Regions from separate parts of the Sus scrofa genome. Here all the other regions are linked to region 1. A link is a contact called in public Hi-C and HiChIP or PLAC-seq data. All regions are on one chromosome and are shown on one strand. Each heading gives the region's core, a stretch centred on a gene start, on an enhancer-like site or on the middle of the called end of the contact. The rest is flanking DNA. Distances are from core to core; before and after follow the strand shown.

What was found. Hi-C and Micro-C count contacts between places; a contact is called where the count stands out from the background. HiChIP or PLAC-seq counts read pairs in DNA pulled down with a chosen protein or histone mark.
Region 2: a contact with region 1 is called in a Hi-C map of embryonic fibroblasts, with 2.7 times the contacts expected there. The contact joins the promoter of FOS here to the promoter of IRF2BPL in region 1. A contact is called at or near these places in 1 of 47 Hi-C or Micro-C datasets (embryonic fibroblasts) and 1 of 2 datasets of contacts at active chromatin or transcription factors (alveolar macrophages).
Region 3: an H3K27ac HiChIP or PLAC-seq map of alveolar macrophages shows a contact between it and region 1. The contact joins the promoter of TMED10 here to the promoter of IRF2BPL in region 1. A contact is called at or near these places in 1 of 47 Hi-C or Micro-C datasets (embryonic fibroblasts) and 2 of 2 datasets of contacts at active chromatin or transcription factors (alveolar macrophages and skeletal muscle).

What each region holds. Positions count from the first base shown.
Region 1 is chr7:100,121,457-100,125,969 of Sscrofa11.1, reverse strand. It overlaps IRF2BPL (interferon regulatory factor 2-binding protein-like), which reads left to right and starts at 2,150. Exons shown (of 2, transcript XM_001928316.6): 1 at 2,150-4,513. The coding sequence starts at 3,481.
Region 2 is chr7:98,447,681-98,452,047 of Sscrofa11.1, reverse strand. FOS (Fos proto-oncogene, AP-1 transcription factor subunit) reads right to left here and starts at 2,540. Exons shown (of 4, transcript NM_001123113.1): 1 at 2,400-2,540; 2 at 1,390-1,641; 3 at 842-949; 4 at 77-718. The coding sequence starts at 2,540. The coding sequence ends at 77.
Region 3 is chr7:98,361,028-98,365,349 of Sscrofa11.1, reverse strand. It overlaps TMED10 (transmembrane emp24 domain-containing protein 10), which reads left to right and starts at 2,698. Exons shown (of 5, transcript XM_001926711.5): 1 at 2,698-3,003. The coding sequence starts at 2,779.

The sequences.
Region 1 (4,513 bases), core at 901-3,400:
CCGGCATGTGTGTGTGTGTGTGTGTGTGTGTGTGTGTGTATCTCCTTTAGTAACAGCGAAGACAGAGACAGACAAGGAGATGGAGACATATGTGTGTGCATACCAAACATAACACTATGACACAGAATCCGACTTGCTTTCTCTAGCAGCCTGGCTAGAGGGTTGGGGCTAAGTTGCTATTCTTCAGTATTGGGGGTTTAATAAAGGGAAAGGCTGAATAAATATAAGTGTAAAGAAACAGGTTAACCAGTCAAGTCAAAGGTAAGGAGCCTCGAGCCTGGGGCTGGTGGGGATGTCACTCCAGTTCCTAGCCCTGTGTTTTTGACTCACTCCAGGGTGGCTGTGCTGTGGGGAGAGATGAAGTCTGGGAGGGTGAGGCAATGCTCCCAGCAGCTCTTACAGAAGAATCACTGCCGGGAGCCAGCCAGCCGGGGAAAGTTTATTATTGTTGGGGAGTGCACAGTGAGCTCACTGTTTTGCAAAAACAGAAATCTGGCTGCTTTCAGATGAAAGAGGGGCTCCCTTGGATTCTTCCATCCCCCTTTCTCCCTATTCTTAAAAGCTCCCCTTCTTTTGCACGTAGGGCCCCAGAATGAGTGGGAGATTGGGGTGCTGAGAAGGGCTGGACTGGGGGAACAGGTTCTGAAGGTCAAGTAGCAAAATAAAAATAAATACTCCTTGTTGCTTCAACTGAACTTTATTATAATTAGTAGTAATAGCAGTGACAAGAGCTGGGATCCCTACATTCTGTGCAATTTACAAAGTACTTCCACATGTTAATCTGTCATAGTACCAATATTAATATCAATACTAATAATAACCAACCCTTTCTGATGACTTCCTGTGAACCTGACTCTGTGCTACAGTCTGGGCAGTGGCAGATCCACCACTTCTGTATGTGGAAGAATTCAGTGGCACAATCTATTTGGAAGGGGAGGATGGGGGGGGTTAATTATGAAGATGTATTTGCACAGAACTTTACATGAGATTGTATGCAACAAATGGGGGGGGGGCATGATGGACATTTTGAGCACTCCCAAACCATCTCTGAGAACCTAAGCTTGTCAAAGCCACCTTTCAAAGCAGATTTTTCTGGATTCGGATCCCAGTTCTGTCTCTAATGGCTGTGTGACCTTGGGCAACTTATTTAACCTCTCTACTTTCGGAACTTGTAAAACAGAGTTAATAATAGAATCTACCTTGCAGATAATACTGAGAATGTAATGATGATGCAACTAAACCACCTAACAGTATCTGGCTTCCAACAAGTCTCAGTGAGTTGCCTCCCATCAGGACAAGAAACAAAATGAAATCTTAAAACAGTTCTAATAAGCTGGGAGCTCTGATCCCATTTTACAGATGGAAAACAGATGTTATTATCTTAGGGTAAGTAACTAACTCAAGGTCACAAAGCCAGTAAGTGATAGAGAGGAAATTCCAACCTAGTGTGCCAGGCTCCGGAACCTGAAATTCCATTATATTGTCTGCCCCCACTCCAGCCTTGTCCAGGATTGTCTCAATTTTCATGGTGGGGGGAAAGCAGACCCAATACTTAGAAAAATCAATTGAAATGCCCCAACTAGCCCTATGACCAACACATCTGGTCTGCAATCAACAATAATGATGAGAAGTGATGGGGGCCTTGCTCAGCCTTCTGGAGCACTATGGAATGAAATCACAGCACATGAGAAGGAACTTTGAAAACTGCGGCTGTTTTACAAAGAGATATCAATACTATTAAATGTTGAGCCCACCTTTTTTTTTTTTTTTTTAAATCAAACCCGGAAAAACCACTCACCTGTTTGGTCTCTCCAGCACCTCCCCCTCCCTGCCCCCAGCTGCAGCTGTGTGCAGCCAGTGGACTGTTTTCCTTAAAGGCCTCCGGGTGCTCATAGCTTCTTTAGACATTCAGCCAAAATTTTTAGAGTGCGGCTTGGGGGAGGGGTATCTCCCCCTGAATTCATTTAGCTCCGTTGTTGAAGCGCAGGTTCCTAGACCAGGGCACAAAAACAAAGCGAAAAGGCAATTTTTGGAAGACTGGAACACAGCTAATTTTACAGGTGCTTCGGCATCAGTGGTAGCAAAGATGTGACCTCCACAGGGGGGGCGGGGGGAAAGGTTTGATTGCCGATGAAATGGATAATACCTACGTGGAATTCAAGGCGAAAATCTTGAAACAGGACATTTAAATCCGCTGCCAGGGGTGGGGTGGGGAGCGGGATCGGAAACGACGCTTGTGGTTTTTAAATGCGTTTTTACTTGGGAAAGCCGGGCGGGGAAAGGAAAGGTCATCGTCTGTTTAATTTCCACCCCCAGCCCTGGACTTCCAGCCTTAGCTCGCGGGGCCTCAGCTGTTGTACACACACGGCGAGGGGGGAGGGGAGGGCGGAGGCGCGGAGGAGGGGCCGACTGGGAGGAATCTGGGCTCTCTGCCGCGCATGCGCCTTTCCCGAGCAACAAGTGGGCTCCACAGAGGAAGTGTAAAGGGGAGGGGGGGAGAACTGGTGCAGAGCATGGCGGTGACGTCAGCGCTCCGCCCGGGCGGCATCCCGCGCGGCCAAGCCCGGGACAGCGCGAGCCGCAGCGCGAGCGGGAGCGCCGAGACGCGCCTCCGGAACGTAGAGTAACAATCACAACCCCACATTCCGGGCGAGTGTGAGCGGGAAGGGATGCGACCCGGGCCGAGGCGCCGCGCGAGCGCCCTGCAGCCAACGTGAGCGCCGCCAGCCGCGGCGGCCCGGGCGCCCGCCAGGCCTGGGGGCGGCGGGAGCCTGCGTGCGTGCACTCCTCTACTCTGCTCGCGTGCATCCTGGAAGCAGTGGCCGCGGCGGCTCCCTCCGGCCGTGCAAACCCAGCCGCCGCCAGCGGAACGGCCGACGCTGCGGAGGGGAGAAGCTCCTCTCTCGGCTGCCAACCCCTCCCCCGGCCCTCCCGGGAAGCAGCGACTTCAGCAAGATTGGACCCGGGCACCGGGTGGCACTGAACCCTCTATAGCCTTCGCCCCAGGGAGCCTGGCGGGGAGAGGACGCAGGTCGTAGGGCGCCCCCCCTCCAAGAGGAGAGGAAGAGACAGCCCCTTTCGAGCTTCCACGCACCAGCCACTCCGGGGAGGGGGCCAAGAACCCACAGCGGCCAGCACCCGGCACCCTCGCCCCCTCCCCCCGGGCCCGGAGCTTCCAGTCCAGGTCCGCGACACCAGGAAGAAGGCGCCTGAGCTACCCTCCCGACGAGACAGCCGCAGTAGGAGGTGGGGGCGAGGAGCGGGCTGGACTCGTCCGCCGCCCAGGCGCTGGAGCCCCCGCGGAGAGGCGCTGCGCCGGCGGTGGAGACTCGCGCTCCCTCCAGCCCCTGGGGCAGAACTTTCTCGCCCCCCCTCCCTCCCCCGCAGCCAGACTCCCTCCCCAGCCGGCCAGCCCTCCGGGAGGAGAAGGCGCCGCGGAGACAGCCCGGGCGGGGGCCTACCTTCCCCAGGGCCGGCATCATGTCGGCGGCGCAGGTGTCCTCGTCCCGGAGACAATCTTGCTACCTGTGCGACCTGCCCCGCATGCCCTGGGCCATGATCTGGGACTTCTCGGAACCCGTATGCCGCGGTTGCGTCAACTACGAGGGCGCGGATCGCATCGAGTTTGTGATCGAGACCGCGCGCCAGCTGAAGCGGGCGCACGGCTGCTTCCAGGACGGCCGCTCCCCCGGGCCGCCGCCGCCCGTCGGGGTCAAGACGGTGGCCCTGTCGGCTAAGGAGGCGGCGGCGGCTGCGGCGGCGGCAGCGGCCGCTGCGCAGCAGCAACAACAGCAGCAGCAGCAACAGCAGCAGCAGCAACAACAGCTCAACCACGTCGATGGTTCCAGCAAGCCCGCGGTGCTGGCGGCCCCGTCAGGCCTGGAGCGCTATGGCCTGAGCGCTGCTGCCGCCGCAGCCGCCGCCGCTGCCGCGGTGGAACAGCGCAGCCGCTTCGAGTACCCGCCACCTCCAGTGAGCCTGGGAAGCAGCAGCCACGCCGCGCGGCTGCCCAACGGCCTGGGAGGCCCCAACGGCTTCCCCAAGCCCACCCCCGAGGAGGGACCCCCGGAGCTGAACCGCCAGAGCCCCAACTCGTCTTCAGCTGCGGCGTCGGTGGCGTCTCGGCGCGGGACACACGGTGGGTTAGTGACTGGGCTTCCTAACCCGGGGGGTGGCGGAGGCCCCCAGCTCACGGTGCCCCCCAACCTGCTGCCGCAGACGCTGCTTAACGGCCCGGCCAGCGCTGCTGTGCTGCCCCCACCGCCCCCTCACGGTCTGGGCAGCCGTGGGCCCCCGACGCCCGCGCCCCCAGGGGCACCCGGGGGCCCAGCTTGTCTCGGGGGCACTCCCGGCGTATCTGCCGCATCGTCCTCCGCGTCGTCCTCGACCTCGTCGTCCGTGGCCGAGGTGGGCGTGGGTGCTGGTGGCAAAAGGCCCGGCTCGGTGTCCAGCACCGACCAGGAGCGCGAGCTGAAGGAAAAGCAGCGTAACGCGGAGGCCCTGGCGGAGCTGA
Region 2 (4,367 bases), core at 1,291-3,790, 1.7 Mb after region 1:
ACGTGTTTCTCCTCTCCATAATGCACCGACTCGGGCAGTGGCGCGTGCCTGCCTGCTGCCTCCCCTCTCTGCCCGCTCACAGGGCCAGCAGCGTGGGTGAGCTGAGCGAGTCAGAGGAAGGCTCGTTGCTGCTGCTGCCCTTGCGGTGGGCAGCCGCACAGCTGGGGAAGGAGTCAGCCTCGGGGTAGGTAAAGACGAAGGAAGACGTGTAAGTAGTGCAGCTGGGGGTGCAGGTGACCACCGGGGTACACAGGGGCTCCAGCTCTGTGGCCATGGGCCCCATCCCCAGGGAGCCACCATGCAGGGGCTCCCAGTCTGCTGCATAGAAGGAACCAGACAGGTCCATGTCCGGCACAGAGCGGGCTGTCTCAGAGCCGCCGGGCCTGGACGATGCTGGGAACAGGAAGTCATCAAAGGGCTCGGCCTTCAGCTCCATGCTGCTGACGTTCTTGACTGGCTCCACGGAGGGCTTGGGCTCCGGGTCATTGAGGAGGGGCAGGGTGAAGGCCTCCTCAGATTCGGGGGTGGCAGCCTCAGGCAGGCCCCCACTCAGATCAAGGGAAGCCACAGACATCTCTTCAGGGAAGCCCAGGTCATCAGGGATCTTGCAGGCAGGTCGGTGAGCTGCCAGGATGAACTCGAGTTTTTCCTTCTCCTTCAGCAGGTTGGCGATCTCAGTCTGCAAAGCAGACTTCTCGTCTTCTAGCTGGTCTGTCTCCTGGATACAGAGGATACAGCAAAGCATAAGACACGGTCTTACTCAAAGACTCTGTTCCCTTCTACCCAGTCTCTAACTTTGCCCTTAAGTTTTCGAAAGAAGTGATCCATGGATTCTACCTACCGCTTGGAGTGTGTCAGTCAGCTCCCTCCTCCGGTTCCGGCATTTGGCTGCAGCCATCTTATTCCTTTCCCTTCGGATTCTCCTTTTCTCTTCTTCTTCTGGGGACAACTGGAGGTGGGGAGAGAGAGAGAGGGCAACATTCAGTAACAGTGCCTGCTATCAGCTCCGTTCACCCACCCTAGGAAAACTGGCGCCTGCAGCTTCCCGCCTCCTGGCACCTCTTCTGTGAAGCCATTTCTAACCTGCAGTTGCAAGCTGGGTGTGACTTGCATTTAAAATAAGAACCTCAGCAGGAGAACAAAGAGAAGCTACAAGGGTGAGATAAGAAACTATTAGGGAAGAAACTGCACATTGGATATTACTTAGGGTGGACTATTAGAGTCTGACTTGGGATGGATAGGGCTTGGAGCCGGGGTTCCCAGTCCAGGATATGTAATCAGTTCCACCCATGGCTTCACCCTGTCCACTATGCTCCCCATCTCCATCAAGACTGACCTTACCCCCCCAACCCCAGCCACCACCAGAGAGAAGGTGTTGAGAACCCTCACCTGTTCCACCTTGCCCCTTCTGCCAATGCTCTGAGCTCTGCCTCCTGGCATGGTCTTCACGACTCCAGCCCTGGAGTAAGCCCCAGCCGAGGGAGTGGGGACTCCGTAGGGGTGAGGGGCTCTGGTCTGGGATGGGGCAACCGAGGAGACCAGGGTGGGTTGCACTAGCCACTGCAGGTCTGGGCTGGTCGAGATAGCAGTCACCGTTGGGATGAAGTTGGCACTGGAGACGGCCAGATCGGTGCAGAAGTCCTAGAATGAAATATAGAAGGGGAAAGCTGACGTGAGCGACCAGGCTCTGGACGCAGGTGGGGTGAGCGGAGTGCCCAGTGCCGCATGCAGCAGGGAGAGAGTGAAAAATGGACTGCTTATGTATTTTTATATGTCCTTCATCCTGGATGAAAGGTCTCTCCCTTCCCAAGAATTCCGCAGCGCAGTGCCTTTCTCCTCCATCCTGCTGCTGCGTTCCCGTTATCCCTTCAGCATCACTCGCTTGAAAGGGGGGTTGTTATAAATATCCCTGACGTCTGCGCTGACGCAGACGCCGCTCCGGAGTCTCCTGAATGAACTCGCTTTTTATCAATGAAACTGCCTTACACACCCGCCGGCTTCACCCTCCTCCTCTCACCCTCCTCCCTGCTCCAGGCTGCGAGGGGAGGGAGGATCGCCGCTTTTTGCCTCCTCCCCCGGAGGTGCCCGGCTCTAGTTAGCCAGTCTTTGCTTGGGACACTTTTGCCCCCAGCTAATGTCAGAGACCAGTCAGAGCGCGTGGGCCAGGGTCAGCTCAGAATGAGCCCACAGCGGGAGAGGAGAAAAGATTCTTATTTTGACAAGCATGTGTGCGCTCCGAACAAGTCCGGGGCTCCCGAGATAGGGCTGATCCGGCCGGGGCAAGCCTCCCTCTCTGGCCAATGGGGTCCCCGGCTTGTCTTCCTGAGCGTCCCGTCCCAGTGTCTCCTCCCCGGTAACCCCGAGCCCCGAGCCCCGCGGTGGCACGAAGCCAGCCTTACCTGCGCATTGACGGGAGAGCCCATGCTGGAGAAGGAGTCGGCCGGTGAGTGGTAGTAGGAGAGACTGTCCCCGGCAGGGGAGGCGCTGCTGCAGCGGGATGATGACGCCTCGTAGTCGGCGTTGAAGCCGGAGAACATCATGATCGCAGGTAGTCAAAGCCGGGCGAGGGGCTGAGGGGCGGAGACAGGTAGGAGCTGCGGGGCTGAGCTGGGTAAGAGCGCGGTCGCTGCTCGCTCGCTGCGCCGCTGCCGGTTCTGTCTCAGCTTAGCTGCTCGCTGCAGATGCGGTTGGAGTACTAGGCCACTGCTTTTATAACAGCATTTTATGAATGAGCCCAATACGTCACGGAGCGCTACCATTGCAGCTCTCGAGGGGTGGCGCTCGGATCTTGCCACCTCTGCAGCCTCTTTGCTGCCTCTTCCGCCGTCTCAGCCCCCTGCCTTTCGTCTTATTGTGTTTCTTTATCTTCTGAGCTTTTCTCAGTCTCGGTCTTGGGGTCGCGTAGACCCCCTAAAATGAGGGACTTCGGGGATGGCTCCCCCCACAACTTCAGGGAACGGCCGTGGAAACCTGCTGACGCAGATGTCCTAATATGGACATCCTGTGTAAACGGGAGGGAGGGATTGACGGGAACTGCTCGCGGGCTGCAGCCAACACCAAGGGTGCAGCGCGGGGGGGAGGCGGGGGCCGTGGCCGGGGGGAGGGGAGGCGGGAAAGGCAGAGAAGGCGAGCGAACATTCGCACCTGGTTCAATGCGGACCCTTGTTCCCGGGGTTGGGGGATGGGGCGTAGGCGCCTTTTTACTTGTGTACAGAAACCCGGGAAGAGTTCTGAGGTTCAGGTATAGGCGAGATAGGTACACAGCCCCTTGGGCTTAAGCCTTGGCCCCCGAAGGAATGCGCCTCCACCCCCATTCCTCATTCTATCACTAATTCGGTGCAAACTGTGGAAGCAGACCCCCACCCCCTCGCCTCAAGCCCCAGCGCTCAGCACTACTAGGACTGTTACTGCGTTTGGAAGCGGAAAGTAGAGGGATACAAAATAAGAGAATACGATAACCTACTTTATCTACGATGCTGGGTATTTTAATATTAATTTTTTTTTAAGGGAAAAGGAGCATTTTTTTCCTCGGCCAAATACGGGATGTTAGAGTTACTGTCAAACCCCAGAGACACCAGCCAATAAACATTGTGCAGAACCTCCATGCAAAAATGTCTGTAGGGTTGTTTGCCAGGTTCTGAGCTCGGGCTCCGGAGGGGCTGTCATGTGGACAAGGTCGTCAGTTGGGGTACTGGATGGAGTGAGGTATTGGGGGAGCGCAAGTCCGAGCTGGAGAGGTGGGGGTGGTTCGATGCCCCGGAAGCTGGTTATTGGGAGCCAGCAGCGGGTGATTTTCCAGCACCGACTTGGAGGGGGGAGGACGGGGGCGCTGGAAGGACCGTGCCCAGCAGCGCCAAGGCCGGAGACCGCGGCGGCTGGGACCTCAGGCACCACTCCGTGGCCTGGAAAACGGGGCTTTGGGGAGGCAAGGTATTCTGGAGTGCTCTGCGCCCCCAAACGCCCCATCCTCTTGCTCCTCTGCAAAGGACACCTGGGGTCATCCTGCCCCGGCTCGGTCCCAGAGCGCCGGCCACCTCCGGGACGCGAAGCCGCAGTTCCCCGCAGAGCCACGGGTCCCTGTGTCCCTTCCCCCACCTTTCAGACCCGGAGGTCACGGTGTGCACCTGGAGAGGGGTGAGGCGGGATTAGGGCAGAGGGCGGATCCTTCGGGACGCGCGGTGAGCAGGACCGCCGACCTGCCCCCGCCGCCGCACCCCGGAGCCAGGCGATCCTGCTATAGATAGTAACAGGGAAGCGGCTGTTTACAGCAACACTGCGCCGCCAGGGCTGTCTCCAGGCGACGCCGCGCGGCCGGGCGCGCCGTCGGCCTGGCGAGGCCGCCCGCCCGCCCTCCTCGCACCCCTGGG
Region 3 (4,322 bases), core at 1,449-3,948, 1.8 Mb after region 1:
TGAGCGAGGCTAGGGATGGAACCTGCAACCTCATATTTCCTAGTCGGATTTGTTTCGGCTGCGCTGCAACAGGAACTCCCATTTTTCAATTTAAAAAAAAGATTTGTGGCATTCCCATCGTGGCTCAGCAGTTAACGAACACCACTAGTATCCATGAGGATGTGGGTTCAATACCTGGCCTCACTCAGTGAGTTAAGGATCCGGCGTTGCCGTGAGCTGTGGTTTAAGCCGGTGGCTACAGCTCCAATTGGACCCCTAGCCTGGGTACCTCCATATGCCATGGATGCAGCCCTAAAAAGACAAAAAATAAAGATTTGCATATTGTTGGTGAAAATGAAATAGTACCTACACTTTGGATACATTGTGGGTTAAATAAATTTGTGTGAAAACAGCAAAGGAATAACAGAAGAATTTTACTATTAGACTTTGTTAGGAGCTAAGGAATTATTCTTGCATTCATTGAACCATTATTTATTGTGCCTTCTAAGCACCAGGCACTATTTTAGATTTAGAAGATAAAGCAGTGAACAAAACAGACAAAAATCCCTGTCCCTCACAAAAAAGAAATCCCAGTCAGGGAGACAGATTAATAAGTGTGTAAGTAAAATGCATGAGGCTTAGACAGTGGTGAGTACTAAGAAGAAAAACAGAAGGAAGGAAGGGGGAAAGGAAAGAGCTGCAGGCCAGGGTAAGTGAGGACACAGGATCAGGACCTGAGAGCTGTAATTTAGGAAAGTAACTCAATTTTTCTGTTTCTTCACTTATAAAATAATAGTGCCTTTCTGAAGAAGGCTCAGGCCCTTAGACCGACTTTGTCACTTTTAAACTATGGGACTTTGGGTATGAAAGTTCTTTGGCCTCTCAGAACTTCTCCTCATCTGTAAAATGAACAGATTTGCCCAGCCTACATCACATGGTTTTTGAAAATGCCAAATGAGATAACTAATATATGTGAAAATATTTTAAAACATATAAGCTGTCATTTAAATATAAAATAGAAATTTAGGAGTTCCCCTCGTGGCTCAATGGTAAACAAACCTGACTAGAATCCACGAGGATGCGTGTTGGATCTCTGGCCTTGCTCAGTGGGTTAAGGATCCAATGTTGCCCTGAGCTGTGGTGTAGGTTGCCTCGGATCTGGATCTGGCGTTGCTGTGGCTGTGGCGTAAGCCAACAGCTGTAGCTCCAATTCACCCGTAGCCTGGGAACTTCCATATGCCCTGGGTGTGGCCCTAAAAAAAAAAAAAAAAAAAAAAGTAATTTAAAGGTAAAAACCACACAGGTATTTCATGGGTTTGCAAATCTCTTGCTGATGGTCGGCAAAGCCTCAGGACTGAGAGTAAACAGGGAATTAGATAACTGCTTGGTATTGATCCTCCCCCCACCCTCCCCAGGGAAAAAGCTAATGGCCAATGCAAATTACCAGGGTGTTCTGAATAAATTACCATCGGTATCTTAGATGAGGGATAAAATAGTCAAACTAAATGTTCCTAAGTGGACACCTCATAAAATAATTATTATATGACATTTGTCAAATTTTAAAATGCTTTACAGCTCTTTTGTTTGTTCTTGTTTTGTTTGTGGGATTTCAGTTCCAGGAAATAGTCTGAAAGGAGTTATAAACACAGAACAACTGTTTAATTTGTTAAAAGCATACAGTCCATCTTCTTGGTATTTCTGTAGATGCTCAATAAACATGAATCAAAGTAGATAATTCTAAACATAGGCTGATGAGTACTTTTTCAACTTCCTACTTTCTTCAGCTCTGAATATTTTATAGCATCCCCCTAATGGTTTGTTGACTCAATAAACATGTCAGTAGGCATGCATGGGATAGTGTCTGGCACATAGTAGGTAGTCAATAAATATTTGTTAAACAAAAGCATGCATGATTACCATGTAGGTTTCCTTACTACGGACTTGCCAATTTGATCCCTAAAGTGTTTTAAACATTTAAAACACATCAATACTTGGCTTCCCTGGACAATGCTTATCTGGTAAAACACATTAGGTCCATCTCCAACACTGGACTAAAAGCGTGTTTTATTCAATTTAAATACAGAATCCAAATTTAGTTTGAATACCACCTAGCATAGTAGGTGCTTAATGTCTGTTACATAAGATGCATATTCAGAAATCAGTTACTCCAGCCCAAATACCCCAGCTCAGGGGCATGAACTGGACGGTTCCAGCTCACATTCACCAGGCGACCTCTACTCCTTCTCTGAGGTTCTGGCTCCTGCTCGCTTAATAGCCAGATTGCAAATTTTCCTCGGCCTCTTGAGGTCTTCCTCTCGAGCGCTCAAAGTCCCAACGGTCACCACGTCACTGGGACGGCACCTACTCTGCCTGCATCTCCGCCCCCTCCGGGTGCTCTCCGGAGGTCGGAAGGCGGGCCCAGCAATTGGCATTGTGGCTGTTTCCTATTGGGGCTTAGTTGCTATGGTATCACAGACCATTAAAACTTCAGGGCACTACTTCCGGAATTTAAAGGAGAATTACTTCCAGGGCTGCCCATACTTGCTATGGCTGACTGAGCTTAACAAAAACGAAACTTTTCGGGGAAACGTCTGGGAAATCTCATTTAACCACGTTAATCTGTGAGTACGATATGTTATCATATCCCCACTTCCCTTTAAAAGACTTACTGTACATTTTTAATCTATTTGCCAGCCTCCAAAATGGCGCCGGCAGTATTGAAAGGTCAGAGGTGAGTTACGTGGGCCCTCCCGGTTCCGGCGCGATACAGGCCCACGGTGGTGAACAGTCTCCGGCACCATGTCTGGCTTGTCTGATCCACAAGCCCTGCGTGGCCCTTGCCCGCTAGCGTTGCTGCTTTTATTCCTGCTCGGCCCCAGCTCCGTCCTCACGATCTCCTTCCATCTGCCCGTTAATTCCCGCAAGTGCCTCCGCGAGGAGATCCACAAGGACCTGCTGGTGACGGGCGCGTACGAGATCACCGACCAGTCTGGGGGCGCTGGCGGCCCGCGCACCCACCTCAAGGTGCGACCGTCGGGGGCGAGGGGCGGGGAGGATACACCACAGGCGTCGGCGCGGTGGCGGAGAACCTGGGGAGTCTTGCAGATTGAGGTCTGGAGGGCGGCCTGGCCTCCCCGAGCGCTCGGGGCGAGCCGCCGAGACCGCCCCCTCATCCTCCTCGTTGGCGTTCGCTGGGCGGGGCTGGGCGCCAAAGCCGGGAACCCATTGAAGGGCCGCCAGGCCTTGGCGGATGTGGTGACAGTTGAGCTGCAGTGGCTTCGACTTTGGGTCGTTGTCGTGGCCCTATACCTGTTTTGGTCTTAAGTACCTTGAACTGTAACTTGGTTCTCCAAAGAAATCTATGGATGCCGAGTGTTTGTGGGGACCAGCATCCTAAGACACATTGATACCTGCAGGAAAATAATGGAAGCATTTAAGCGAGCTGTGAATAGTAAAAGCTGTTATTTCTTGAGCATTAGCCGTGTGTCAGGTTCTGTACTGTACATACATTTAGTTCGTACATTACCCTGTGTAGTAGGTACTATTGACCTCATTTTACACAATTGAGGCTCAGAAGTTGGAGAACAAACTGGTGATTCTTAGTTTAGGAGTTGAGTAAAGTGACGGAAAAGTGCTGCAATCTTAGACTCTCCTTGCCTTTTATTTGTAATTCCTGTGATTGATTCAAGTCCATTATTGGTCACGAAATGGTCTCAGTCTCTTGTACTTTTCTTTCCCGTACCCCAGAATCTGGACTTGGCCAAGTTTTGTGTAAATTTTAACTATACTCTTGGACAGCTATTACCAATTATGTCACTTTGGTCCCATATTGCAGTTAGAATGACCAGGCCTCCTCTTTGAAACCTTAACATGATTTGATATCTCTTAAGATTGGGTTTTGTTTTAGGTGGTTTTATTCATTTGCAGTAAGCATGTGGGGGTTTTGTTTGTTTGGCCTGCTGGGGCATGTGGAAGTTTCTGGGCCAGGGATCAAACCCTCCAGACAAAGCTGTAACAGAGCCACTGTAGTGACAACAGCTGGATCCTTAACCAGCTGTGCCACAAGGGAACCCCATATGGGGTTTTTTTTTGTTTGTTTTTAACAGTACGGGTCTTGAACTAAATAGGAAGAAACATTTTTACGTTTTAATAGAGCTTTAAGTACATAAGCTTAAAGTATTGGAGGAATTCCCATCGTGGCGCAACGGAAATGAATCTGACTAGGAACCATGAGGTTGTGGTTCGATACCTGGCCTTGCTCAGTGGGTTAAGGATCTGGAGTTGCTGTGAGCGATGGTATAGGTCGCAGATGTGGCTCGGATTTGATGTGGCTTAGGCCGGCA